Linked DNA regions of Mus musculus: regions 2 and 3 are each linked to region 1. Evidence: chromatin contacts called from public Hi-C and HiChIP or PLAC-seq data. All regions are on one chromosome and are shown on one strand. Each heading gives the region's core, a stretch centred on a gene start, on an enhancer-like site or on the middle of the called end of the contact. The rest is flanking DNA. Distances are from core to core; before and after follow the strand shown.

Region 1 (3,189 bases), core at 400-2,899:
GCAGCTCGTCCTCCACAGCGCCGGTCCCCGGAGCGATGAGCAGCTTGGTGAAGCGCTTGTTGATCTTCACAGAGCGAGCATTCCTCTCCTTCACCTTAGCATGCTGTCGTAGCACGTGCTCGCGGTACTTCTTCTTGAACGCTGGAAGGCGTAAGATCGCGAAAGACAGGGATGGGCTTGCCGCCACTATGGAATCACCCCCCTGCCTGTCTAAATCTGGGCTCCCTTTCCTCTAGTATGCTATAGCTTCCTTCTCCAGCCATCTCACACCCAAGGATCCCCAAGCAGCGTCCAGGAAACTTGGGCTCTATAAGGAGTCCAATAGGACGTTTCACCTGTGTGCCCGACCGAACATACCTGACACGGAGAGAAGCACCGAGGTGGGGCCGAGCTCTGGAAGGCAAACCCGACATGAGGCTCTCTGAGCATGAGAGATGGGGCAAGGCATTTCCATGGGAGCTTATGGAACTACCAGCCCCCGCCCCCCCCTCTCCCCCGCGAATGAAACTTTGGGCTGGTTTCCGGGAAGGAGAGTCTCAGGAAGTGGTAGAGTGGACAAAGTTGATCTTCCCAAGGAGAGCAGGGAGGATCAAGGGCGAGCCACCGGATCCAGCCCCATCCTACTCTGCCCAGCTTACTCTGTAGCTGCTGTTGCTTAAGTCGCGAGGCCACATCTCGAATATCCGACCTCTTCAGGACCTGCCGGGTCATTTCTACAGCTGGCACTGGCTCATAGAACTCAATGAGCTTGTCGACAAGGTCCACAGCGTCTGAGCGCTCCAGTCGCCCCCACGGGATGCTGCGGCCATCCAGGGGCGCATCCCTTAGCTTGTGGCGGAAGCGCTTCAGCTGCTCCTGGCTCAGCTCCTCCAGTGTAGCCATAAGCAGCTCCCTTGCCACTGCATCCACGCTGGGGATGAGAAGGGTTATCATCACTGATGCGACCTGAATAGGACCTGTCCCTGAACCTCCAAAGCACCCCGGGTCACACATTGCACATTCTCCACATGGAGCCCCAGGGCAATACATTGTAGAGACCCACAGGGTGTTCCAAGGCTTCACCTCAAATTACTGACTGTGGTGAAGTGGATCACTCCATGGTTAGTCTTTCTGCGTCTTTCCTTTCTGGCCACACGAGATAAAGCCAGTTAGCTTCCCTACGTGGGTCTGTGCTCTCCCTTGTCACATCCTCTGAAAGGGCTCCAGCTCTGCTCAACTGAGACAGGCCAGGCCCTGGTAGGCTTCCTGAATTCTCTACTCCAAACTCATACATAGCACACTTTGGTGAGTCTTTTCTGGACCACCTACACCAGGGACTGAGTCTGAGTTCCTTGTGGGGAGCAGACTCATAAATGCCCTGGTTTGCAGGGTGGACATAGAAGATGGGCTTGAAATTCCAGTACAAGACCTGCTCTAGAGGTGAGCCCAGTTAACTTGAAAGTTCTCTCTGGAAACCACACTCACCTGGAGCAGGAGGCTCCAGCGGCATCCATGGAGTCTTATCTCAGGATCTAACTCTCAGATGCAGAAGCTGGGAGCAGAGGTGATCCTTTCTGGGCTAAACTGGTCTCATTCTGGGTGTGAGGGTGTTTCTCAGTCTTGTTCATTCTGGCTCAGCTGGACTCTTGCTGACAGTCAAGAGGCTCCCAAGTTAAGCACGGGTTGTAACATCATATATGTGCTGGACTGCGACCTTTGGTTTTCTTCTATTTTATTCTATCAATACTCCTCCTCCTGGGTGTGGCATCCTATGCAGCTGTGAGGTGGTTCAGATTAAATAGCTGACTCACAACCAGGTCTTCAGAAATGGCCTTAAGGTGCTTTAAATTTTGCACACAAGGCGTGAAAATCAAGAGGGCAGGGGCCTGTGGGCAGGGATAAGGGTGGAGAGAGAAAAAGAACCAGGTCCTCAGCTCTGCAGTCAGTTAATCCTCCCACACCCAGCTCTAGGGCAGAGATCGGATGTTTCTGACCCTAGGCCCTGCAAGTGACTGCAGGGATATGGAGTTTCACTGTGTGGCTGGCACGGACGTGTGTAAAGGCACGTGTGCACACCTCCACATGGCTAAGTTAATGTTGTATTTAAGTGACTGTTTGTCGTAGACTAAATAAAGTCCATGAAGACACAGTTCACAGAGGCATGGATGTGTTTATTTATTTTTATAAATTCTGGAAAACAAGTCTTCTTTGTCTCCTTGTCATCATTATTGAAGGTAGAAAATGTGAGGCCAGGGCCAGTGAGATGGTTTATAGGGTAAAGGTGCTTGCCTGACAACTCGAGTTCTAACTCTGGAACCCACAGAAAAGTGGAAAGAGAAGAACTCCACAAAGTTGTCCTCTGACCTCCACACCCAATCTGTGGAATGCGTGCCACCGTGCTCTCAAATATCAAATGTTTCAAGGTGATAGTGATAGAGGGAGGCTGGAGAGATAGATAACACTTAGGGTTATCTGTCTCTCACAAAGAGACTGACTCTGGTTTCCTGATCCCACATGAAGTAGCTATCAACCACCTATGACTTCAGCTTCAGGATATCCAACTCTTATACAGGTGTGTGTGTGTGTGTGTGTGTGTGTGTGTGTAAAACACATACGTCTACATAAAAAGGAAGAAGGGAAGAAATACAAAGCCAAGCTGGTCTCGAGTACACTACTCAACATCTGTGTGACCTTGAACAGTTTGTTTAACCTCTATGCCTCTATTTCTTGTTCTTGAAGTAAAGCACGCACTCACAGAAGGTTGGAGAGATGGCTCAGCAGTTAAAACACTGACTGTTCTTCCAGGAGACCCAGGTTCAATGTCTAGCACCAGCACGGTGTGCAAAACTACCCGTAAGTCCAGTTCCAGGAGATGTGACACCTTCTTCTGCCTCTGCAGACACCGGGAATGCACAGGGTGCACAGACATCCATGCAAGCAAAATACACATAGACAGAAGATAAATTAAAAAGAAGAAGAAGAAGAAACGCTTATGGTATTCATATTACGTGGCGTGAAGTATAAGGTGTGGGGAGAGGGCTCTGTCTGTACAGCAGTTGCATTGTGAGTCTAGCATAAGCTTGAGGAACAGAGCTTCAATCCCCAGAACCCACTTTCTTTTTTTAAAGGCATGATAACCCACAAGGTATGGAGTGTCATGGTGACATTCGCTAGGTGGCTTTCCCACATTTTTCCTTAGAAGCCGTGTTT
Region 2 (3,189 bases), core at 344-2,843, 440 kb before region 1:
CTTGTCCACATGCAAATCTGGTGGACCACTTCCACAATTAGTGTTTTCTCTTCCCAAATGAATCTAGTTCAAGTAAAGCTGACAAAAAGACTAAGCAGGACACTTAGCATATAGAAGGTTCTAGGTTCAATCTCCACTGCTACCCCCCCCCCCCCCCGCTCTTCCCAATGTAGAGAGAGAAGAAATCAGTGTTGACCTCTGGTCTCTGACTCTTCTTGCACTCAGGCATGTAAGCATGTATACACACACACACACACACACACACACACACACACACACACATACACACCACTGTTGCACTCAAAGCAGGAAGATGAGGTTTCAAATGCCTTATTTGGGAAGTTACAGAAAGATTTTTGTATATTATATTATTTAATTTTAAGGCAGTTGTGAGCTGCCGCAAGGGTGCTGGAAACTGAACCCGGCTTCTTTAGAGGAGAGACCAGTTCTCTTAACCACTGAACCATCTCTCTGACCCCTCAGAAAGTTCTTGCTCAGGACCTGTAGGTGGAAAGCCTAGCAGGGCTCTCTGAGTTTTGAAACTCACCTTAGGGATGCTGAGTCCTAACCAAGTATCCAAAGATCCTCCTTGAACTCGACCCCGTGCTTCTCCCTGTTCCCCTGCTACTCGCCTGTACCTCAAACCCTGAAGAAAGTTCTTAAGCAGCTGTGCCCCTAATACCATCCACAGTGAGGTGTGCACTTAAGACCACTCAGTGTGCAATGTGTCTCTTGACAGCACTTTGGGGAGTGGTGATCAACAAAAGAAGTTTTGGTTGTTCTTTGGGGCAGGGTAGCACTATAAGCCTGCTCTGGCCTCAAACTCATGGTAATCCTCCTGCTTCAGCATTCCAAACGATAACATGACAGGCACGAATCACCATGCCTGGCAAGCGACTCTTAGGCTTTGTATGCTCAGAGCTGTATAGCTTGGCCATCACTCCTCTCTGCTCCATGCCCCATAGCAGCACACACACATTGTCTCTTTGAACTCAAATTCACGTCTTCTTGTTTGAGCACAAGTTATTTGGCTACAGATCTTCTCCATGCTTTCTCTCTGACACTTGACAGTTTTGCCTGTCATGTTGCATTCAATACTCCCAGGGGAACATTCAGGGCCAGGGTAGATCCTTTCTGCTTCTCCACACAAAAAGCATTTTCTCGGCATTCACCCATGTCCAGGGTCCCTTCATGGGATTTGCACAGAGATTTAGCCACTTTGGCTAAGCATCACTGTCCCCAGGTTAAGTGTGCATCTTGTGCTGGGTCACCCAGGTAGAAGGGACATCTCAGCTTCTCTGTCATTCCTCCAATTACCTTGAGAAGTCAACTATTTTATATCTTTTTCTAAGAAAGACGGGAAAGCCTCTTCTGAGTGGTATAGGAAGCCCTGTGTTTGAATGGCCTGCTGTGGGTGGTCAGGAGGTTGGCAGATCACAAAGACATGCTTGTCCCCAGACAGAGATGGGCCTTGTTCATGGAAATATTTGTTGGTGGTGGAGCTAGGCACAGAGCAGTAGTCACAGCAGTCCCACACACGAAGAGCTTATTGGCTAAGTAGCTTAGAAACCAACTCTAGGTTTGGGGGTTTTAAGTTCATTCTTCGTTCTTGTCCAGGGCAAATCTACCCAACCTATGGACAGACCCTCTTCAGCTGGGTTCCCACAGGTAGGGCAAACCTTTCCCATTCCTGCTGACTTGCTGGGTAGGGATCAGGGAGAGTTGTATTATAATTAGGAAAGTTGCACTTGAACCCCAGCCTAGGTGACCTGGGTTCTTTGTGTCTCATTCTTTAGTCTAGACCAGAGTGAGGTCACCCAATGCTAGAGATAGTGCTTGCTGCATGGTTCTTGTTTGTTATCTCTCATTTGCAGGCCCCGGATAGTGACATCCAAAGAGGGAAGAGTAAGTAGTTAGGGAAGGTCCCAAGCTAACTCGCCCTGGGGCTGTAACACTTCCATCTCTTCACTAGGTGCCTGTGATGGGTGGTCCTCTGCTATTCTCTTTGAAAGGTTCTGAGGGTTCAGGACTTAGCTCTGTTGGCAGAATGTTTCCCCTCTATCCCCAGCAACACATTAAACTGGGTGCCTGCCTAGAAGCCTTCGAGGCCATCCATCAGCCACATCAAAAGTATGAGGCGTGTGCTATGTGAGATTGTGCCTCACAGAATTAATAAGGAAAGCTGTCTCAGCCTTTAGGGATGGTTATTGCTGCAGAGGACCAGGGTTGGGGTTCCAGGACCCACAACTATCTATAACTCCAGTTCCAGAGAATCTGTCTGGCCTTTGTGGGCACGGCACACATGTGGTGTATATGGTGTACATACATGTAGGACATGTACAGGCAAACATTCATACACATAAAGTAAAAGCAAGAAAATCTAAAAAATATTTAAAAGTAAAGATTTTTGACAGTTTTTTTCTTGTTTGTTTGTTTGTTTGTTTGTTTGTTTTTGTTTTTTTTAACTCTGTAACCCTGGCTGGACTGGAACTTGCTGTGTCGACCTACTTCTAATTCACATAGATCTCCCTCCTGCCTCTGCTTTCTGCTTTCTGTAATTAAATGTGTATGTTACCACACCCAGCTCTCTACTTTTTAAAAAGGACCTAGAGGTGGTAGAAGGCCCTTGAGAGAAGAAGGGACAACTTCCAAGAACTCAGAGGCCTGAGCCAGTTGTTCAGCTGGGGCCCCAAGCACATGGGAGTGAGGAGTCCAGAGCTCCTGGGCAGGGGAGGCTGCTTGGTCTGGAGCCGCCTCAGCTCTGTGGAAGCCACAGTAAGTGTAGGCAGATGGGGAAGGGCTAGGAGGGTTAGATGAAGCAGATACAGGTTCTGGAGACTCCCTAAGGGTGGCGCCAACCATCTTGGAGAGAAGACTGCTGGAAAGACTGGGTCCTGTAGGGCTTGTCTGAGCTGAGGGGCTGGAGCCTCTGAGACCTGAGGCCAAGTCTGGGTAGGTGGTGGATTAGTTGAGGGGCACAGTCTCTTCACCTCAGTCTCGGCACAGTACGTTGAGGATTCAGGTGATCCTTGTCAGGATTTGACTCACTAGCAATTTGGAATGCAGGACAGTCCTCACACCAGATACAAGGTATCTAACAGTCACCCAAAGATGTATAAGGAGCTACCAGCAGATGGCACCAAAGGCTTGCATCAAAGGAAAGTCTCTGGCCAGTCAGGCAGATACCTG
Region 3 (3,189 bases), core at 492-2,991, 370 kb before region 1:
GCGTGTCACAGAGACGGGGGCTCAGGAGCCACACGCCACCCTGGACCTGGCCACGCAGAGTTTGCAGAAATGAAACACAAGACCTGCCTGACCTTTGAGCCGCGGACTTGCTGACCCCCACTCTTGTTGAGGGGAATCGAGGGCTGTGTATTAGAGGGAAGGGGGCATACAAGCCCGATGTGAGCCTGAGACATGTGTTGGAGACAGAACGTGCAAACAGACCTGCCTCTTGACTTAGGTCTTCTTTGGTTATGTGAGAAGCTTGGGTAAGACCCAGGGGGGTTGATAACATCTAGGGGAGAGGAGGCCCTAAATTCTTAAGCCTGGCCCCCTAAACACAAATCCTACCCACCTCCAAGACTCGAGTTATCCTCCCTGCATGAACTGTCACTGCTGTGGGGCTTTGGATAGGTCTCTTCACTTGCTGGACACATGGCAATTGTCCTGAGGACAAATGTGTCCTAAAAATACAAAGACCTCGCCGGGCTGTCTGTGAATCTGCTGCACGGAGTGTTCTTTTTCAAGGGCAAAGGAGCACACAGCCGTCTCAAACCAGCCGTCCCCAAATCCCTTCACACTGATTTGGGATGATTATGAGCTTAAGAATCATCACAGTGACGTCTGTGCCTTGGGGAGGACCTGGGGTCAAGTGTGGCCACTGGCCTCTGCTCCAGCTCCAGAACTCAGGGTCTTCTTTAGAAATACCATTCACCCCACCCCACCCTGCCCAAACCGTGGGCAGATAAGAATTGCCAGTAACCACAGCAGACCCACCTACGAGCCAGACCTGATCTGGGGTGTCTGTGTTCCAGGAGTCTCCAAAAGGTCCTGAACCCACTCCCTTTAGCGGCCCCTCAGGTTCAGTATCCTGCCCAGGCCTCTCTGCCTTCACCCTTTGCTGCTCCGAGCTCCTGGGAGCTGGGTGGCTGCAGGCTTTGGGCTTCTTCCGAAGGGTGAGAGTGAGCTGGCACAGGCTGGGGTGTGTGTGTGTGTGTGTGTGTGTGTGTGTGTGTGTGTGTGTGTGTGTTCCCAAAAGGCAGTAGTCATCGGTAGTGATGCTGATGCTGCGTGTCTGCACTTTCGCCTGTCTAGCTAGCTGTTTTTTGCCACAGGCTGGGGGATGCAGCATTTCTGCAGTGGAAGCCAGGGCTTAAATAGGAAGGACAATTTTCTGCGATTCTTGGTTTTAGGGACACGAGTCCTCTCTGGGTAGGTAGCTCTCAGACAGAGTAGGAAGGAATCCAGAGGATGGTAGGGTGACGGACAAGAGGAAAAGTAGGCGAAAGATTCTGAAGAGCGGGAGAGAGTGGATAGTCAGGAGTGAGGAGACCTGACGTCCCTGCAAACACCCTGGCTCAAGGTGGCTGAGGGTCCAAGCGCGAAACTGCGCTGGGGCTGGGGGGCTGGGAGCAGTGGAGGTAGGGGAAGAGCGCACCGAGGCTCACCTCGGAGTAGACAAAGAGAGGCAGCACCAGCACCGCGAGGAGGAGGTCGGCAGCAGCCAGGCTCACGATGAAGTAGTTGGTGGGTGTCTGCAGCGTGCGCTCGGAGGCCACGCTCACGCACACGAGCGAGTTCCCTGCCAACACCAAGCCGATGAGCAGCACGCCCCCCACCAGCGCCGCCGCGCCCGCGCCCCCAAGCCCGGCGCCAGTCCCCAGGGATTCTGGCCCACGCCCGGCCAACAGCCCACCGTCCTCAGTAGCGCTGCTGTTCCCCATGGTGCCACTGCTGAACCCGCTCCGGGAGGCGCTGAGCCTGGGGATTTGCAGGCAGGGGCTACCCGGAATCCCGCCCCCAGCGCGTCCAGCCCCGCCCCGCCCCGGCTTGAATTTCTGAACTCTAGGAAATTGGCAGAGGGAGAAATGCTTCAATTCAAGAGAAATGAGCGAAGTGACTGGCATAAAAAGGCTAAGCAGCGGCTGATGTGTCCCCTCATCGGGGCTAGTTTGTGCTTCCAGAAACCTAGGTAGAAAAGCAGGTTGTCTGGACCAGATTCGTCAGAGCCAGCCATCCCATCCTGGCCAGGAGACAGGCCACTAAATTACCTGTCAAAAGCGGCTCTCCAAGATACCTTGGAGGATGTGGAGAACCTATCTATACTCCTGCACTGGGGTCCTTCCCACGTGGGAAACCATCAGCTCTGGTTCTGGAACAGGTTAAAGGCTCCTCGCCTCTTTCACTAACGGTTCTGGGCTTAGCAATACTGAGCAGCACACCAAGCTCATTCTCTGTGGGCAGATGTGCAGCAACTCTTGGGATCCAGGCCTTGGCTGGCCCTACTTTTCTCACCATCTCTCTTCCCAAGTCTCCATCAGTCAGTGCTTAAGCGGACCATGGTGAAATTGATAATTGGCACCTCCAAGGCCCAGTCTTAACTTTTTATCTAATATATTATTATTAATTTTATTATTGTTGTTGTTGACTTTTCAAGGCAGGGTTTCCCTGCGTATGTCCTAGAACTTATTCTGTACAGCAGGCTAGCACTGAACTCAGATCCTTCGGCCTCCCCTCTGTCTCCGGAGTGCTGGAATTAAAGAGTGTGGACCACCATGTCTGGTTCAGCCTTAAGCCTTAACCATCCTCTGTGGGCCGCTGAGTGGTTACCCCACTTCCTATCTTGACCCTCAGCTTCCTTGCATTTGATACTGTATGGCACGCTGACTACCAGGGTTACCTGACAAGGACTCTCTGAGCTGAGAGAACTCTCACATGGGGGCTCTTTTCCCAAGCCACATCTGGAGGCCATACTTTTCTCTGTGCCAGCACAGGAACCTAGGCTGGAACAGGACAGCACAGGTTGAGAGGACACTGTAGAATCAGGACAGGAGAAGAGACAGCAGCAAGGACAGTCCCTGGAAGATTGGGAGCCCTTGCAGTGAAAGTACCTGGGGACTATGCTGATGAAAGAATTTTTGTATATGGGCTTACTAATGCTGAGAGAGATTACCTGGAGTCCTGTGACTAAAGGGCTATCTTCAAGTGGAGGTAGACTGTAGTTGGTATTTGCTACTTTGTGGGTTCTTCTCTCTCCCACCCTTTATCTCCCCTCCCCCTGTTACACCCCCTATCACTAGATGGGAGGAAAAGAAAGAGAGAGGGGAGGTGGGAGAGATCCCTTTATTTCTTCTTTGAGCATGACTACTAGACTACTAACAGACAGCATCCAACCCCGGCTCCCCCAAACAT

What was found. A called contact is a pair of places that touch in the nucleus more often than the background predicts. HiChIP or PLAC-seq counts read pairs in DNA pulled down with a chosen protein or histone mark.
Region 2: a Hi-C map of pro-B cells shows a contact between it and region 1, with 2.0 times the contacts expected there. The contact joins the promoter of B230206H07Rik here to the promoter of Nlrp6 in region 1. A contact is called at or near these places in 1 of 39 promoter capture datasets (embryonic stem cells), 3 of 484 Hi-C or Micro-C datasets (the G1E-ER4 cell line, embryonic fibroblasts and pro-B cells) and 2 of 9 other capture datasets (adipose tissue and liver).
Region 3: an HNF4G HiChIP or PLAC-seq map of pancreatic cancer cells shows a contact between it and region 1. The contact joins the promoter of Drd4 here to the promoter of Nlrp6 in region 1. A contact is called at or near these places in 5 of 39 promoter capture datasets (the C10 cell line, embryonic stem cells, liver and 1 more), 1 of 484 Hi-C or Micro-C datasets (bone marrow-derived macrophages) and 1 of 115 datasets of contacts at active chromatin or transcription factors (pancreatic cancer cells).

Annotation. Positions count from the first base shown.
Region 1 is chr7:140,919,362-140,922,550 of GRCm38.p6, reverse strand. Nlrp6 (NLR family, pyrin domain containing 6) reads right to left here and starts at 1,649. Exons shown (of 8, transcript NM_133946.2): 1 at 1,465-1,649; 2 at 639-910; 3 at 358-393; 4 at 1-141. The coding sequence starts at 1,493.
Region 2 is chr7:141,363,514-141,366,702 of GRCm38.p6, reverse strand. B230206H07Rik (RIKEN cDNA B230206H07 gene) reads left to right here and starts at 1,593. Exons shown (of 2, transcript NR_033532.1): 1 at 1,593-1,668.
Region 3 is chr7:141,290,570-141,293,758 of GRCm38.p6, reverse strand. It overlaps Drd4 (dopamine receptor D4), which reads right to left and starts at 1,741. Exons shown (of 4, transcript NM_007878.3): 1 at 1,446-1,741; 2 at 1-46. The coding sequence starts at 1,721.